4 separate regions of the Mus musculus genome follow, and all the other regions are linked to region 3. Evidence: chromatin contacts called from public HiChIP or PLAC-seq and promoter capture Hi-C data. All regions are on one chromosome and are shown on one strand. Each heading gives the region's core, a stretch centred on a gene start, on an enhancer-like site or on the middle of the called end of the contact. The rest is flanking DNA. Distances are from core to core; before and after follow the strand shown.

What was found. Promoter capture Hi-C pulls out the DNA fragments that hold promoters and counts their contacts. HiChIP or PLAC-seq counts read pairs in DNA pulled down with a chosen protein or histone mark.
Region 1: an H3K27ac HiChIP or PLAC-seq map of embryonic stem cells shows a contact between it and region 3, with 5 read pairs. The contact joins two enhancer-like sites. A contact is called at or near these places in 9 of 484 Hi-C or Micro-C datasets (the HL-1 cell line, the N1E-115 cell line, Sertoli cells and 4 more), 1 of 115 datasets of contacts at active chromatin or transcription factors (embryonic stem cells) and 1 of 9 other capture datasets (liver).
Region 2: an H3K27ac HiChIP or PLAC-seq map of embryonic stem cells shows a contact between it and region 3, with 11 read pairs. The contact joins the promoter of Itgb5 here to the enhancer-like site in region 3. A contact is called at or near these places in 4 of 39 promoter capture datasets (hematopoietic stem and progenitor cells, hippocampal neurons, neutrophils and 1 more), 10 of 15 datasets of contacts at CTCF or cohesin (CD8 T cells, the G1E-ER4 cell line, the NIH/3T3 cell line and 4 more), 115 of 484 Hi-C or Micro-C datasets (the AtT-20 cell line, B cells, B-cell progenitors and 68 more), 33 of 115 datasets of contacts at active chromatin or transcription factors (Th17 cells, astrocytes, bone marrow-derived dendritic cells and 20 more) and 4 of 9 other capture datasets (adipose tissue, embryonic stem cells, liver and 1 more).
Region 4: a promoter capture Hi-C map of trophoblast stem cells shows a contact between it and region 3, with 3 times the contacts expected there. The contact joins the promoter of Muc13 here to the enhancer-like site in region 3. A contact is called at or near these places in 25 of 39 promoter capture datasets (the 3T3-L1 cell line, 3T3-L1-derived adipocytes, the C10 cell line and 16 more), 4 of 484 Hi-C or Micro-C datasets (the BV-2 cell line, bone marrow-derived macrophages, embryonic fibroblasts and 1 more), 6 of 115 datasets of contacts at active chromatin or transcription factors (acute myeloid leukemia, a beta-TC-6 cell line, bone marrow-derived dendritic cells and 3 more) and 5 of 9 other capture datasets (adipose tissue, embryonic stem cells, liver and 2 more).

Annotation. Positions count from the first base shown.
Region 1 is chr16:34,174,380-34,177,962 of GRCm38.p6, forward strand. It overlaps Kalrn (kalirin, RhoGEF kinase), which reads right to left. Exons shown (of 60, transcript NM_177357.3): 30 at 1,888-2,078; 31 at 1,350-1,451; 32 at 6-148. Among named protein-coding and RNA genes, the nearest start is that of Gm41448, 56 kb to the left of the region's middle. Within about 2 kb of position 1,457, at least 5 of the 459 cell types and tissues checked have an H3K27ac peak or open chromatin away from gene starts, as enhancers often do. A contact at or near this core is called in embryonic stem cells, where this site is marked.
Region 2 is chr16:33,828,330-33,831,922 of GRCm38.p6, forward strand. Itgb5 (integrin beta 5) reads left to right here and starts at 1,336. Exons shown (of 15, transcript NM_001145884.1): 1 at 1,336-1,701. The coding sequence starts at 1,632.
Region 3 is chr16:33,978,499-33,981,962 of GRCm38.p6, forward strand. All of the region lies in intron 58 of Kalrn (kalirin, RhoGEF kinase), which reads right to left. Among named protein-coding and RNA genes, the nearest start is that of Umps, 13 kb to the left of the region's middle. Within about 2 kb of position 1,668, at least 28 of the 459 cell types and tissues checked have an H3K27ac peak or open chromatin away from gene starts, as enhancers often do. A contact at or near this core is called in the SN4741 cell line, embryonic stem cells, pancreatic cancer cells and 2 more, where this site is marked.
Region 4 is chr16:33,793,222-33,796,660 of GRCm38.p6, forward strand. Muc13 (mucin 13, epithelial transmembrane) reads left to right here and starts at 1,268. Exons shown (of 12, transcript NM_001382834.1): 1 at 1,268-1,354. The coding sequence starts at 1,306. It overlaps Gm15658 (a long non-coding RNA gene), which reads right to left and starts at 2,918. Exons shown (of 3, transcript XR_003951910.1): 1 at 2,524-2,918; 2 at 1,031-1,425.

The sequences.
Region 1 (3,583 bases), core at 207-2,706, 200 kb after region 3:
GTTACCTCTTACTATTGTTCCTCAGTTTGGCTGGTGTTTTGGGGAGCTGAATTGGCTCCTTTAAAGCGCCTTTAAGATGAATGATCCTCTCCTGAATCACTTCTCGAATGTTCTTGATCCATTCCTGCTTGGTTTCGATGTTGGAAGCCTGGGGTACCACAGGAAGAAACATTGAGAACCCCAGCTCTGGTTGCCCACAAAACCATGTTCAGCTCTCCCCCTACAGGTCTCACTGTTATTCCAAAGACACCAAATCTTTAGGGGAGCTTCTTTGGCATTTTATCCTTTGACTCTTTAACCTCAGAGATGTTCAAGACTCAGTGGAGATTCTATGGAGCACTTGTAAAAATATTTCATAATTCATTAGGCAGTGACCAATCTGTAGTTGGCTCTGGAGTTGGAACAGAATCTGTTGCTCTCTGTTGGGCCTGGATTACCACTTGAATTGTGGATCCTATGAGGCCCCGGAGGCACTTGGAACTGTGACATCTGAAAGCAGTGGCTATTTACCAGCAGGGTAATGGGTATGTCAGGATATTTAATAGCTGTCACACTCACATAGCCTACACAGGCGACCGTCAGTATTGGGGTTTCAGGCTGCTAAATGTGCTTATTAGAAGCACTGCTCTCATGCCTACACTACTCCATTGCCTTCCGGGGTCCCTTTTCAGGTAATTCTTCATGACAGGGAGCAGCCATTCTGCAAATTAAGGGTGGATCTGTAAAGCTTTTGCCTGAGATAGGCCATCTGCTCCTTGGCGATGGACATTTCCTTGACTAGCAAGTGATCAATGGAAGCTCTATTTGCACTAACTCCAATTAGTCAGGTAGTGCCACCAGGAACCAGGGACTCAAAACCAGCCTGAACCCGGAGAGCTGAGCTCTGTGGACCCCTCAGGCTGCTGTGATTTATGGGAGCTTCCAGAATCCACTTCCAGAGAATAAGGACTGGATCTTAAGTATGGTTCTTTTCATGGCACGAAGCAGAGCACCTTGTACACAGAGGATGTTTAGGGCAAACTGCTGAGCAAACACAGGCAACTCAAGGTGTCTTTGTTAAAAGCTTGGTTGTTCTTGCCCCTGGAAAGAGACATGTGGACAGAACCCAGTTGACTAGACCTTGTTAGGTCAATGAGTTATCCCCTGGCCTCTATGAACTCAAGGAGAATATCTGCCTTCAAGATTCTGGGCCTACCTTTATGGTCAACGTTGACTCTCAATACCTGTGTAAGAGAGGCCTGGTGGCTCACTGGTCTCTAGACCCTGTTTTTTGGTGTCTTATGCCTGCTTCCTTTACCCTACCTAATTACCCCAACCATGGTTTTGTGATAGAAGAGAGCAGTACTTACTTTGAGCACTGTTTTATTGTCTGAGGATGGGGTGCGCCCAGACCACAAGGCGAATTTGCAGGGGTCACCTTCTACATGCTCGGTCACACCCAGCTCTGAGGTCTGTAGACAGGAAATGCCTGTGAGAGGCGGGGAAGGGGAGGGCAGTGGGGGAAACTTAGGGCTGGGATAGGAAGGGGAAGGCAACAAAGAGGAGGGGGCCAAGGGAGGGGCTTCTGTCAATCAGGCTTCAATAGACTAGGTAATTGTTCATATACCCAGGATGAGAGGACCTGCTGGCATTTGCCTGATTAGCAGGTATCAGGAGGGATGGTGAAGAGAAAGGTGCTAAAAGCAGACAAAAAGACCTTTGAACTCTAAGATGAAGAAGCGGAGGATGTTGGAGGGAACTTTCCAAGTAGGAGGCCTGAGCCTTTGTCCGGGAGGGCTTTGGAGTAGAGAAGTAGGGAAGAGGTGAGCTGTATGTGTCTGCAGCCCTTCCTGCCCATGGGTTCTACCAAAGCAGGGAATCTTGTCTTGTCCCACCTGCCCCACCTACCAGTAGCTTGTTCTTGTAAACATATTTCGTGTGTCCTGAAGAGTCTTTGATCTCTTTGCTAAACACCAAGGAGATCTCAAAGAGGAACAGATGGCGCTCCCGCCCCTTCCGGATCAGCGACTTTGGGTCCCACACTTGAAAGGCATCCTGGAGAATCAACTCCCCCTGTACATCCAAGTTTTCATCGAACCCTGAAAAACACCCATGTGCCCTGTGGAGTTTCTCCAATACTACACTCAGGGGAGGCTGTGTCATTTTCCCCCCTGGAGAATGGATTTTCTAGTTGGCTATTAGCTTGCATAGAGCTCTAATCTAGCACATCTGCCTGTACAGCCATACTTAGGCATTCCCCATTGCCTATTCCCTGCACTGTGTCTTCTATACATGTGTGATATGAGTCAGGGTTTCTGAAAGGTTCCACAGGATGCTCCCTTCCCTCTCGATGTGAGAGGAGCCGGGAGGCCACCCAAATGGGCAGTCCCCAGAGCTCCTTCCTCCACGGCTCTGAGTGGGGCATAAGTGGAGCACTGTCTGGTGGAATATGCTTGGTTCTGCTGTATTTGTCATTGCCTCATTTCTTATATTCCATCCTTAGGATTATTTATTGCTCCTAAACAGTGTTGGGCATAAACTCTCAACATTTTCTATTTATATACTACGTTGAATCTTTCGGAACGTTCCCACGCCTTACTTGCCCAGCAATCACCCGGAAGGCTTGGGAAAACCTGGATTCTGAACACCCATCTCCATCCAAGGGAGTTGATTCAGGGTGTTAGGCAAGTCCACAAATTCCACTCCCAACCAGCTCTATTGCACAGATCCAAAGACCACACTGGAGTGGCTGGATTGAGACTAAGGGACAGTTTGGACCAGTGGGGTTCTTCTAAAGGAGGACACCCAGCACTGGGGAAATTGGTGTACACAAGAATGAAGGGGGTGGAGAAACTGTGACAACAGGAGCCCTTTCAGATGACTAGTGCTTGGTCTAGAGATGATGACATTGGCTCCACCACCATAAGGCCTGGACATTCTTGTAGTCTCTTCGAGGATGGCAGTGGCAAAGGAGGTACTGTGGGATGATACCAGAAGAGAAAGAGCAGCCACATACTTGCTTAGCACCTCCTTGTCAGACTGGAATGGAACTTCCTTACCCAGCTATCAAACTTCACCCCAGCCTTACTTCTCTAAGCATCTGTTTGACAACATCAAGGCTGTGTCACACCAGCCTTACTTCACACTGCACTTGTTCTAGATGCCAAGAACGCAGTTCTTACTGACTGAAATCCTGTCAGGGTCGCATGGCTGGGCTTTCCTAGGCTCCCACGAAGGACAAAAGACTAGATGCACAAGAATGCCAATATATTGGATGCCACCTAACTATTAAATTAAAACCATAAAAAATCATATTATCTATTCTTTCCTATGTAAAGAAGCTGGGCCTGTTGGTGCACCCCTATAATTTTAGGTGTTTGGCAGGCTGAGAAAGGATCACTGTTTCAAAGTGAGTCTGGGCAGTGTAGTGAGACTTGGAGCAAAAGAGCTGTGGACAAGGCTTGGTTTCAAATTCAGTACTGAAAAAAGGTGTGTGTGTGTGTGTGTGTGTGTGTGTGTACATCATGCACGTGTGCGAGCACGAGCACACTTGTAAGGTTGTTATCACACTAAATTCACTGGTGTTATACTGTGTGTAACTAGC
Region 2 (3,593 bases), core at 86-2,585, 150 kb before region 3:
TGTAGACCAGGCTGGCCTCGAACTCAGAAATCTGCCTGCCTTTACCTCCCGAGTGCGCCACCACGCTTGGCATGCAGCATGAATTCTACTGGATAATGGTTAGCAGCAAACATGATTTTTTTTCGAGACAGGGTTTCTCTGTGTAGCCCTAGCTGTCCTGGAACTCACTCTGTAGACCAGGCCGGCCTCGAACTCAGAAATCTGCCTGCCTCTGCCTCCTGAGTGCTGGGATTAAAGGCGTGCACCACCACACCCGGCCAAATATGACTTTTAAGTCATAACAAAGCAATGTAGGACAGAGTACGAATTTGCATATGGTCCAAGGATGAACTTTGAAGTTTGCTCTGGATTGGTTCACTTTTCCCTATGCACACACTACAAACTGGCTCCTGTCAGTGCCACCCAGTTAAGAGTTTGAAAGGTGGACACAACAAAGTTTTTAAGATTCAAACGCCTTAGGTAGGTTTTTGCACCTACACCGCCAAGTCCTGACCTTCTAGCTGCTGCTGCTGCTGCTTCTGCTGCTTCTTCTTCTTCTTCTTCCTCTTCCTCTTCCTCCTCCTCCTTCTTTTTCTTCTTCTTTTATTTATTTATTTTTTCTTTTGGTTTTTTCGAGGCAGGGTTTCTCTGTGTAGCCCTGGCTGTCCTGGAACTCACTCTGTAGACCAGGCTGGCCTCAAACTCAGAAATCTGACTGCCCCTGCCTCCCAAGTGCCGTGTAAAGTCGTGTGCCACCATGCCCAGCTCCAGCTGGTTCTTAATAGGCAAAGGTTAGGCTGCCTTACTTAAATCTGGATTTCAGGGAAAAAGCTAGCAGTCGCTTCCTCCAGTATATTAACCCTTGGTGGCTCAGTTTGCTCACCTAAACAACGGGAGGGATGTTAGCACTTATCACAGTGCCTGCTCACCAGGGTGCCCTCCGCTTCACCTGAACTTCCACGTTCCACGTGTCCTCCCCTGCCCATCCCAAGCGTGGCGTCTGGATTGAATATTCTCGGGCGAGGCCTGGCCTGGCATGCGCTTGTGGCATGACGAAATGGCCTGACAGATCCAAGCCGTAACTGCCCCACGATCCTGAAGTCAAAACTGAGATTGCTTTGGCCCAAGTAATCTCTGCAGGCCTAATGGAGCGCGCCCCGCCCCCTCCCAACTCCAAGACCGGGGAGGGAGACCCTAACTAGAAGTTTCGAACACCCGATCCCCACAAGTGGGTCAGCTGTGACAGCCACCTGGGCAACCCAGGATCTAGGCGTGCTGGCGGGTCCCGGTGCAGGGCGGAGCTGGTCCGGCCCGAGCTCGCCCCGCCCCGTCCCGCCTAGCCGTAAACTGACCGAGTGGCGGCCCGCAGGAGAGGGGGGAGGAGAAAGCAGAGAAGAGTGGGGGCTGGCGGCCGAGGAAAAAGGGAAGGGTCTCCGAGAGTAGACGCGCGGGGGACTCGGCGAGGGTGCGTCCGGAGCAGCGACAACTCCGAGCGTCCCAGCGGGCCAGCGAGGAGGATGGTGGCGGCCGGGCGCGGACCAGCCCGGCCGCGGGCGCCGTGAGCCGGAGCGCAGCGCCCGGCATGCGGCTGCGGTCCCCGGCCTCGGCCCCGCTCCGCCCCCGCCGAGCGCCCCAGCCGAGCGGCGCGCATCATGCCGCGGGTGCCCGCGACCCTCTACGCCTGTCTGCTCGGGCTCTGCGCGCTCGTTCCGCGCCTCGCAGGTAAGCCGCGCCGCCCCGCCGCGCGCTCCTCAACTTTTGCTCGCCCGCGGCCGCTTGCGGGAGCCGAGGGTGCAGTGCACCCCAGGGCGCTCCCAGAAGGGTCGGCGAGGCGCGGGCATCAGATCTGCGTGCGCTGGCGGGTTCCCTCCCGGGCTGAGGAGGAGCCTTCCCTTCCTGTGTAAACAGTGTGCGTCTGGTGGCGGAGCCCGAGGGCGCTGGGGACTTGGGAGGGGAAGCCTCCGGGCCCGGTGCTGGGGCCCTAGCTCTTCGCTCGCCTGCACAAAGCGGCCCTTGTGGCCCGCGGGGAGTGATGTGGGGGCCAAAGTGTGGCGACCGAGTCATCCCGGAGGTCTGTGGATAATGCAACTTTCGAAGTTTGCTCTAAATTGAAAGTTGTCATTACTCTCTGTAAGTCCGAAGTCGCTGCCCCACCTGGTACACCGCCATCTGATACTGTTCGGTACTGTGATTCACAAACACTGTGTCCGGACTGCGGAGGGGCTGCTGGCGCTACCTTAGCCGGATGCACCCTGGCGCTGATGCGGGAGCCCCCAGCTACCTGCGTTCAGTTTTCAGACTTGGGAGTGGCAATTAAGTTTAGGGACCGGACAGTGGTGGCACACGCCTTTAACCCTAGCATGCTACACAATGAGACCCTGTCTTAAAAAAAAAAATCCCTATAGGAAGAATGATAGTTGACGCTCCTACCTCTTCCAAACCTACCCACTCAAAGAGGAGTTTCCGAACTTTCCTCTTCCTGTCGGAAGTAATTGTGTATTGATTAAGAGTGCGCTATTCACTTTCAAGCCCGAGGTACTTGTTTGCCTCTCTGAGCCCAGTGGTTGCCTGGCTGCTTGAGGGGAGAACTCTGTTACCCCTACCCGTCTCATTTACATGAAGGAGGTTGAGGTTTCCATCTGAGAGCAAGGAGGGAGTTGAGGAAACCAAAAAATGTCGCTGAGGCCCCAGTACAAACTTAATAGCGTAGCAAGGCTGCTTTTCTGGGAAAATAAGTAGATCAGTGGGTCCCACCCACCCCTCCCTCAAATCTGGCAACCAGTGTCCACATCTTTCGTGTTCCAAAGAGTCCCCAGGGAAACGCAAAGAGATGTAGCTTGAATCACCATCCTCTGGAATATATCCTTGTCGACTGACCTCACTTCTTTAGGACAGAGTTTTAGTTTGAAGTTATATTCTTTATAACCAAACTAAAACTTTATCTTGTGTGTGTGTGATGGTGTTTTTAACATTTTTGTCAGAATAAACACTCAGCAACCTTACCTTAGTTTCTTTCTTTCTTTCTTTCTTTCTTTCTTTCTTTCTTTCTTTCTTTTTTCTGTTAGCAGTCTTCGAAATTCAACTTTGGGATGGCTCTAGTTTCTTTCCGATTAGCCCTCTGATTCGAATGAAAACTCCAACATTTCCCATTGCAAAAATTTTAATCCTTATTAGTTGAGTTTCCCAAAAACCTGTTTTTATCTTACTTATGTCCCCTCCCCTGACTCTTCCCAGATCCATCTCCCTTCCCTATGACCCCAACTCTGTCCATATTAAAAAAAAAAAGCACAATGGTGCGGTCCTTGATTTGAGCCTTCTCTACTTAGGAAGGGCTACACTCTTAGAGAAAACTTCCCTCCCAGCTACTGTCAATGGTTCTATGGCTGGGTATAATAATAATAATAATAATAATAATAATAATAATAATAATAATAATATATCCCCATCTGGCCTGTAACTCACTATGTAGGCCAGTTGGCCTTGAATTTCCAGAGATCCCTTTACCTGTCCCTCCCACACTTTGGCATTAAAGGAGTGCCCCATCCCTCAGGTGTCCTTCATATTATTAGAATCATTAGGGTTTTTGTTTTTGTTTTTCAAGACAGGGTTTCTCT
Region 3 (3,464 bases), core at 418-2,917:
TGGGTCAAGATGTAAGCTCTCAACTACAGCTCTAGAACCAAGAGCTGCCTGCTGCCATGCTCCTCACCATGATGGTCATGGACTCACCCTTTGAAACTTTAAGCCCTTAATAAACTCTCTTCTATATGTGGCCTTGACCATGGTGTCTCATCACAGAAAGAAAGAAGTAACACACGGTGCTGAATAAACAGTAGCTATTTCTAGGCTTCCTATGCCCTTTTGTAACAAGTGATCAAACCTTTAATGTGAAGTGGGTCATTTGAGATACGTCTCAGGAAATGCCCATGTCAAGGAGTGTGATCCAGTACAGGAATAACTTCCAACCATAGCTGAAACCTGCATAGCTGACTTCATTTTCTCCCCTAATTTGTTCCTTGCTACGGGATCCTTCTATTTTATTGATAAGTGGAAAAGGATGGAGCCCCTGGAAGGCTCCCTACCTCCCTCTGGTCTTCTAGTATGAGGCAAGAGAGGAAAGATCAGAGAGGAGTGGTACTGTGCTCATCACAAGGAACTCTCAGAGATACTTGGAACAAATGAGGGGGACAGTTACAGCAACACTGCTCCAAGCCAGAAAAGATCAGCCACCCCACCTTCCTTAGAGCTGTTCTCTAGCCTGCATCCATCTGAGACTAGGGAATGGGAATCTTGATTTTCTGGTCCAGGAGGGTTGCACCAGTTATCCCTATTGACCACTACAGGCAGAGCAAGATTGAGCACGTGATTCTAGTCAGGCCTTGCTTCCCACACGTCTTCCCTGAAGATCACATCCAACAAAGAACAGTTCTATGTTCTCACAGCCCTGAGTAATACATGGTCTCTAGTATTTCCACGCCATATTTAAAGCATTATTTATCTCTTGGTTCTAACTGTTGGACTTGTGGCCCCTAAGGATAAGAGCTGTACCTTTCTTTCTGTGCCTGGTCCTACAGCAAACTTATATGTCAGGGCAGATTGTGAGGAGAAAGGGAGGGGATGCCAACCCAGTGTGGTCTTGGTGAGGACAGAGTGACATGGTTCCTGAGCCTTGGACAGGATCCTGGTGTGAGCCTCCATGAGTGTCAATGGCTGCTGTGGGTGTAAGGCTTGTTTGTGTAATAATGTACTAGCAGTTGAAGACTCTTTCCTTCCAAGGAATATCCTCCCTGATAATATTAATGACTTCATGATAATTAAAAACAGCACATCCAGAAATTGAGGGTGTGGCTAAGTCTCAGCAAAATGGTAAACACTGGGACCTTCAGGACAGGCCTTAAGGCTATGGGAAAGAGCTCTAAGTACATGAAATCAAATATATATAATTTCTCAACTATGTAAAAATGTAACTATGCAATATGAATTATAAGGGGTTCACAATCTAAGGGAGCGTGGGCAGCTGCATTAATGAGCCAGTTTGTCAGAAAGAGTCAAAGGCAGGCAGATTCCTGAGTCCAAGGTCATTCTGGGACACGGAAAGTCCAGGCCCTAGTGTGGTAGAATTGGTCATTTCAGGGAGGGGTCCCACCCAACTACTTTCTCATCTGTGCTTAACAAAGGCAGGCAGGTCTCTGAATTCTTTTGCAATGTTAAGGAAAATGTATGCTTGCTGTCTCCTAGGAAACAAAGGTCTGGGGTCACTGGAATGCTGACTCATAGGATAATCAAAAGGAAACCTAAAGTAAATGCCTGAATTGATCTGTAAACAAAAAGACAGGCCTTTGGTCCTCTTGGTCTGTATGAGATGAGGTAGGCAGAGTGTGACAGAAGTGCTTTAGAATTTTCTCTCTCAAGGGCTGAGCTGTCCGAAATCTCTGGAGAGCAAAAACAGCTCTTCAACAATTTTTTTTCTAACAGGATTTCTGACTTGGATGAAAGATCCAATAATTTTTTTTATAGCAGCTTTTCTGACTTTGGTTAGAAAATTTATGAACTATCTCGGTTTCTTGTAGAATTTCTACTAGCAGAGAGAGCTGTCTCAACCAGAAAAATTTTTTAAAAAAGGAAGACAATGCTGAAAACACACACACACACACACACACACACACACACACACGCAAACACACACACACACACACACACACACGCACACACACACGCACACACACGCACACACATACACACACGCACACACACACATACACACACACACACACACACACACACAGCAATCTGAAAAGCCATTTCAACAGAACCTAGGTGGCCAGCTTGGACCCACAATTTGACTTCTGTAGGGGAGGTTCTGATGCTAAGGTCCTGTTCACCAACTGGTTCTTGATCTGTCAATAAAGAATGCCATGAGACAATTGCTGGTCAGAAGATACATGTGGGACTTCTAGGTTCTGGGAGGCAAGCAGGATGATGCAAGGAAGGAGAGAGGGAGTTCGCCATGCTTTGGAGAGAGAAGAACCAGGCAACCATGATGTGAGGTCTGAGGAGGAGTCATGGGCTGTTGCCACTCCTATAGGTGGATGGTTAGAGATGTTTATCAGGGACTAGATGCAACTGACCAACTAAAGATAGGGTAGTGGGAAGTTTTGAGCTAAGGGCATGTTTTTCCAGGTAAGAAATAGTAGCACCCAGCAATTGTGCCAAGAAGGCAAGCTGAAAATGAACAACTCTGTGTGTGTGTGTGTGTGTGTGTGTGTATCTTCTATCCTTTGATTCAAAGAAAGCTGGGAGGGGATTGGTAGCACAGCCTGTTCCCAGAGCTTAGGCAGGATAGCAAAAAGCTACACACAACACACTTTAAGTTGTTTGTTTTCACAGCTCCCAGACACCCCTTCTCTCAGAACTCCTCTTCCAAACTGAGACTGGTCCTTTGCGGAGGGTGGGATGAGGGATGTGAAGAGGTAAGGTGAGTGGGAAGGACTGGGAGGAGAGGAGGGAGAAGGAGTTTTGATTGGGATGTAAAGTAAATAAGCAAATTAATTAATGAAAAAAGCTGTATCTTTCTATGTTTGATATCTAGATAATCTGACATTCCAGAGATGTCTTGGATAGAAAATTCTAGGTAGTAGTTTGGGGGTGCTATGGCTATAGATTGATAGATAAACTTCTCTCATTCCAACTCCACTCTTGTCAATCAGTCAACCACCAGGAAAGTCTTCTTAAATGAGTCAAGCCTGAGAGTACATAATAGGAAGAAAATGAAAATAAGTGTAAGAAATACAGATTATAGCTAGGGAAGAGAAATACGTTCTGGTGATCTAGTTTATAATATGGTGACTGTTGGTATCAGGACCTCTGAAACCTGTGACATCACATAGGCAACAGTGCAATCTACACACCTGTTGCCAAGACAATGGCCACCATATTCCCAGAATCCATTGGGCTCACCTCCCACCTTTACCTGTGACCACGTTACCATCCATATATATAAGAGGAACAACCCCCCCTGTCTTTCTCTCTTCCCTCTTCTCTTTTCACCACCACCTTCCTTGCCCCTCTCTCTCCCAATAAACTTCTTACACATGGAACTGCTTTGG
Region 4 (3,439 bases), core at 18-2,517, 190 kb before region 3:
CTCTACCCAGGGCCGTGGACAGAAGGCAGAGCTGAGCGCAGAATGATCGACCAGTAACAATGGGCCTGCTTTGCCAGGAGGAAGCAGCCTTCCTTCTCTTTGTGGGCCTCAACAAAGCTGTCACCCCCACCTCCCTTCTTCCCTTCCCTTTTTTTTAATAGAGAGGAAGGAATGCTTTTAAAAAGTGACTATGATGCCATTCACATGGTGATTGTTCTGTTGCTGTTTGTTTGATTTTATTGTTTTGTTTTGTTTTTTAAAGACAGTCTTAACTAGGCAACCCTGGCCGGCCTGGAACTCTCTCTGTAGAGTAGGCTGGCCTTGAACTCACAGAGATCTGTCTGTCTCTTCTGCTTCCCAAGTTTTCTCTTTGCTTGTGGAATTTCAAATTGGCCTCTGTTAAAATTGGACCCACGACAGACGGTGGGCCAAGGTGGTTATGGGAAAGGGAGCCTACCGTCAATAACCTTCAAGCCTGCTTCTAATAGGAGCATGACAACTGGGGTCTATGTCCAGTTAAAGTGATATGTGAGATGGAGGGAAGCTTGGAAACGTTAGCTCTAGAAGTTTCTAGAAGTGACCATTAGGAAAAGCCCAGTGTGGGAGTCCACAGCAAAAGATGACACAAGTCAAGTCATAAATAGTTGGAGAAAACATGAAAGGACTTTTCAGGTATTCTTGGAACAGCAGGTAGAGAAAATAGAATTCTTTGCAGTCAAATGGTGGGGAGTTGGGGAGGGGAGGGCCCAGAAGATGACTCAGAGTTAAAGGCATCTGCCACTAAGCCTGATGACCTGAATTCCATCCCATGATCCCACATGGTGAAGGGTCAAGAATCAACCCTTCCCACCATCCTCTGGCAGCTACATGAGCACTGTGGTGTGCACACACAAAATAAGAAGGGGTCAGAGGTAAGGCAATCATCGTTCTCGGCTAGATTACTGAGTGTTTAGAGAGACAGTAGTAGGCTCTGGGGAGGCGATAGGTCTACCATTCCCAAGATATAGAGAGATTAGCTGAATACACTCACCTTTGACCTTGCAAGGATTTCTAAAGAGAACTCAGACTTCTACAGTTGTCCTGGACTTTGAGTCAAGGATATCAACCTGAAGCTGGGCTCAAGTGACCTGACTCTGAGGTTGGAAGCAGCCCATGCTGTACGACCAGAGACCAGATCCTGACCACGAATTGCCTTTGCCTCTATCAGTTAATGAGTGGACTTCGGACTTGAAAGACAGTTAAAACTCCAGGCAGCGAAGGAGAGGACACATTTCCTCCTTGGATTATCAAGCAAGAGCAGCTACCATGAAAGGCTTCCTGCTTCTCTCTCTCAGTCTCCTTTTGGTGACCGTGGGTAAGAAACTCCTTTTTTGTTATTTTGTGGTTGCTTCTGTAACTTGATAAGTTGAATTGGTATCGTAGTCTCTGAAACAGAAACAGCAGGCTTGATCCTACAACTTTTTAAAGTGGCTGCTAGTCTTGACTTGGGGCCATTTCTTGACTAGCTCAGCTCGGAGATGCTGACATTTTCATCTGTGACCCCCAAGACAGCAGAGGCAAAAGAAGTCTATGGCTGACATTGGGACACAGCAGGGCAGAGGTTTGTCTGAAGTTGGATAAAGATGACTCAGTCGTGCAAGGATGAGGTTAGCAAGCTGGATCTAGATCTGTTCCTGTGATCATCAGAGAGTCAGACCTGGAGGGGTCGGGGATATGTCTGTTTTCACCAACACTTGAAACTGGGGATCTCTGGCCAAAAAGAGCAATCCCAGTGGGGGTTAGAGCCCCTACAGGTGTTCTTCTTCTGGACTAGGGAGAGTTTATCTGGGTTTGAGTAGGTAAGGAATTTGTCCCCCACCCCACCCCATTCTGAGAGAAATCCAGATCTAGACGTCAAATGCAAGAAAGGAATAAGGCATTGGAGGCAGTGGAAGGGGGAAGAGAAATTGAGTTCAATGTAAAGGACCACTTGACTTGCTTTGTTTGGGGGATGGAATCTCGTGCTACCAAGGTTAAACTGAACTCTCCATACAGTAGATGAACTTCTGATCCAACTGCCTTGGAGTGCTGGGTTATAGGTATGAGCCAACATACATGGCAAGATAGGAGCTTTTGAAACCTCTTACTACATTTAATTACCATACATGTGGAGGACATCGGACAACTCCCAGAAAGTGGTTTCTCTCCTCCCACCCCCTGAGTGAGATTGAACACAGCCGGCCAGCCTTGGCAGCAGGCTTCTTTTCTTTCTTTCTTTTTTTTCTTCTTAATTTTTTTATTATTTAAATGCATTTTATACATCAAACACATTAATAATATTGAGTATTTTGAGAATCAAATAACATTAAAAATGTGTTCAACTTTTATATTCATATCCTTTCATACCCTAAAAATATCATTAATGGATATTTAATACTATCCATAAGCAAACTTCTTTCTTTATTCCCTGGACCAATATTTTTTTTTTGATCTGCTTTTAAGATTGGGGGAGAAGAGCTGTCCTAAGAGGAGGGTAGGCCTCACCAGATCTCCTCTGCCAAGCCTGGGTGCTGTGGCCAAGTCTTCAGGTCCCAATTAGAACTGATAAGATCTACGTGATTTTCTGGAGTCACCATGAAGAAGAAATGCCTTCTGTAAGACATAAGGGTACTGAGAAGGGAATCCTTTGCTGGGAAGGCTTGGGGAAATGGCTAGAGGTTAGAGAATTCGTAGTCATGGATCTCAAGGTACCTTAGAGGTGTAGAAAGGAGACTTGGGCCAGAGAATTCCCCCAGCAGGGTACAGGAGCAGGCTCCACACTTCAGAGCTTGGTAGGCAGGGATCCAAATACAGTGTAGTCGGTTACTAGCTGTGGTTTCTCCTTCCGTAATAACAGAGGAGACAGCCCACAGCAGGAAGCTTAGGCTCACAGCACTGTATCTGCCATCGGATCCAATATTTAAACATTTGTGTTTGCTCTTGCTTGCGTATGTTCCATGTCGGTCTCAGCAGTTGAGGACAGGAGGTGGATCTTATACACCTTCCACCTGTCTCACCCAGAAATGTCATAAGGACTTCCTGAACAATGAGGACATGCTCAGATGACATCTTAAGCCCCCTCAGGATCCATTTGCCAGCGTTTTGCTTCCCCTGAGCACTAGGGCTCCTCTTTCCCATGGCATCTAGTGAGAGCCAGCATCTCTTACTATTGAGGACTTCTGTCTGTCAGAAGCATTTTAGTATGGCTCTCAGCTAGCATTGGGTACCATGTGCTCTGGGCAGATGGTGGTCCTAGAGTGTTCTCCAGAAAAGAACCCATAAAAAGAACTTTTTTTTCTCATTTAAGTCAATAGTTGGCACCCTATAGTTGATCTATAGCTGTAGGGTTATTACTGTGGTGTGGGTTAGAAAGCAGCTCTCAGATCTGAGGAAACAGAAAGATGGAAGCTGGGGCTGGAGA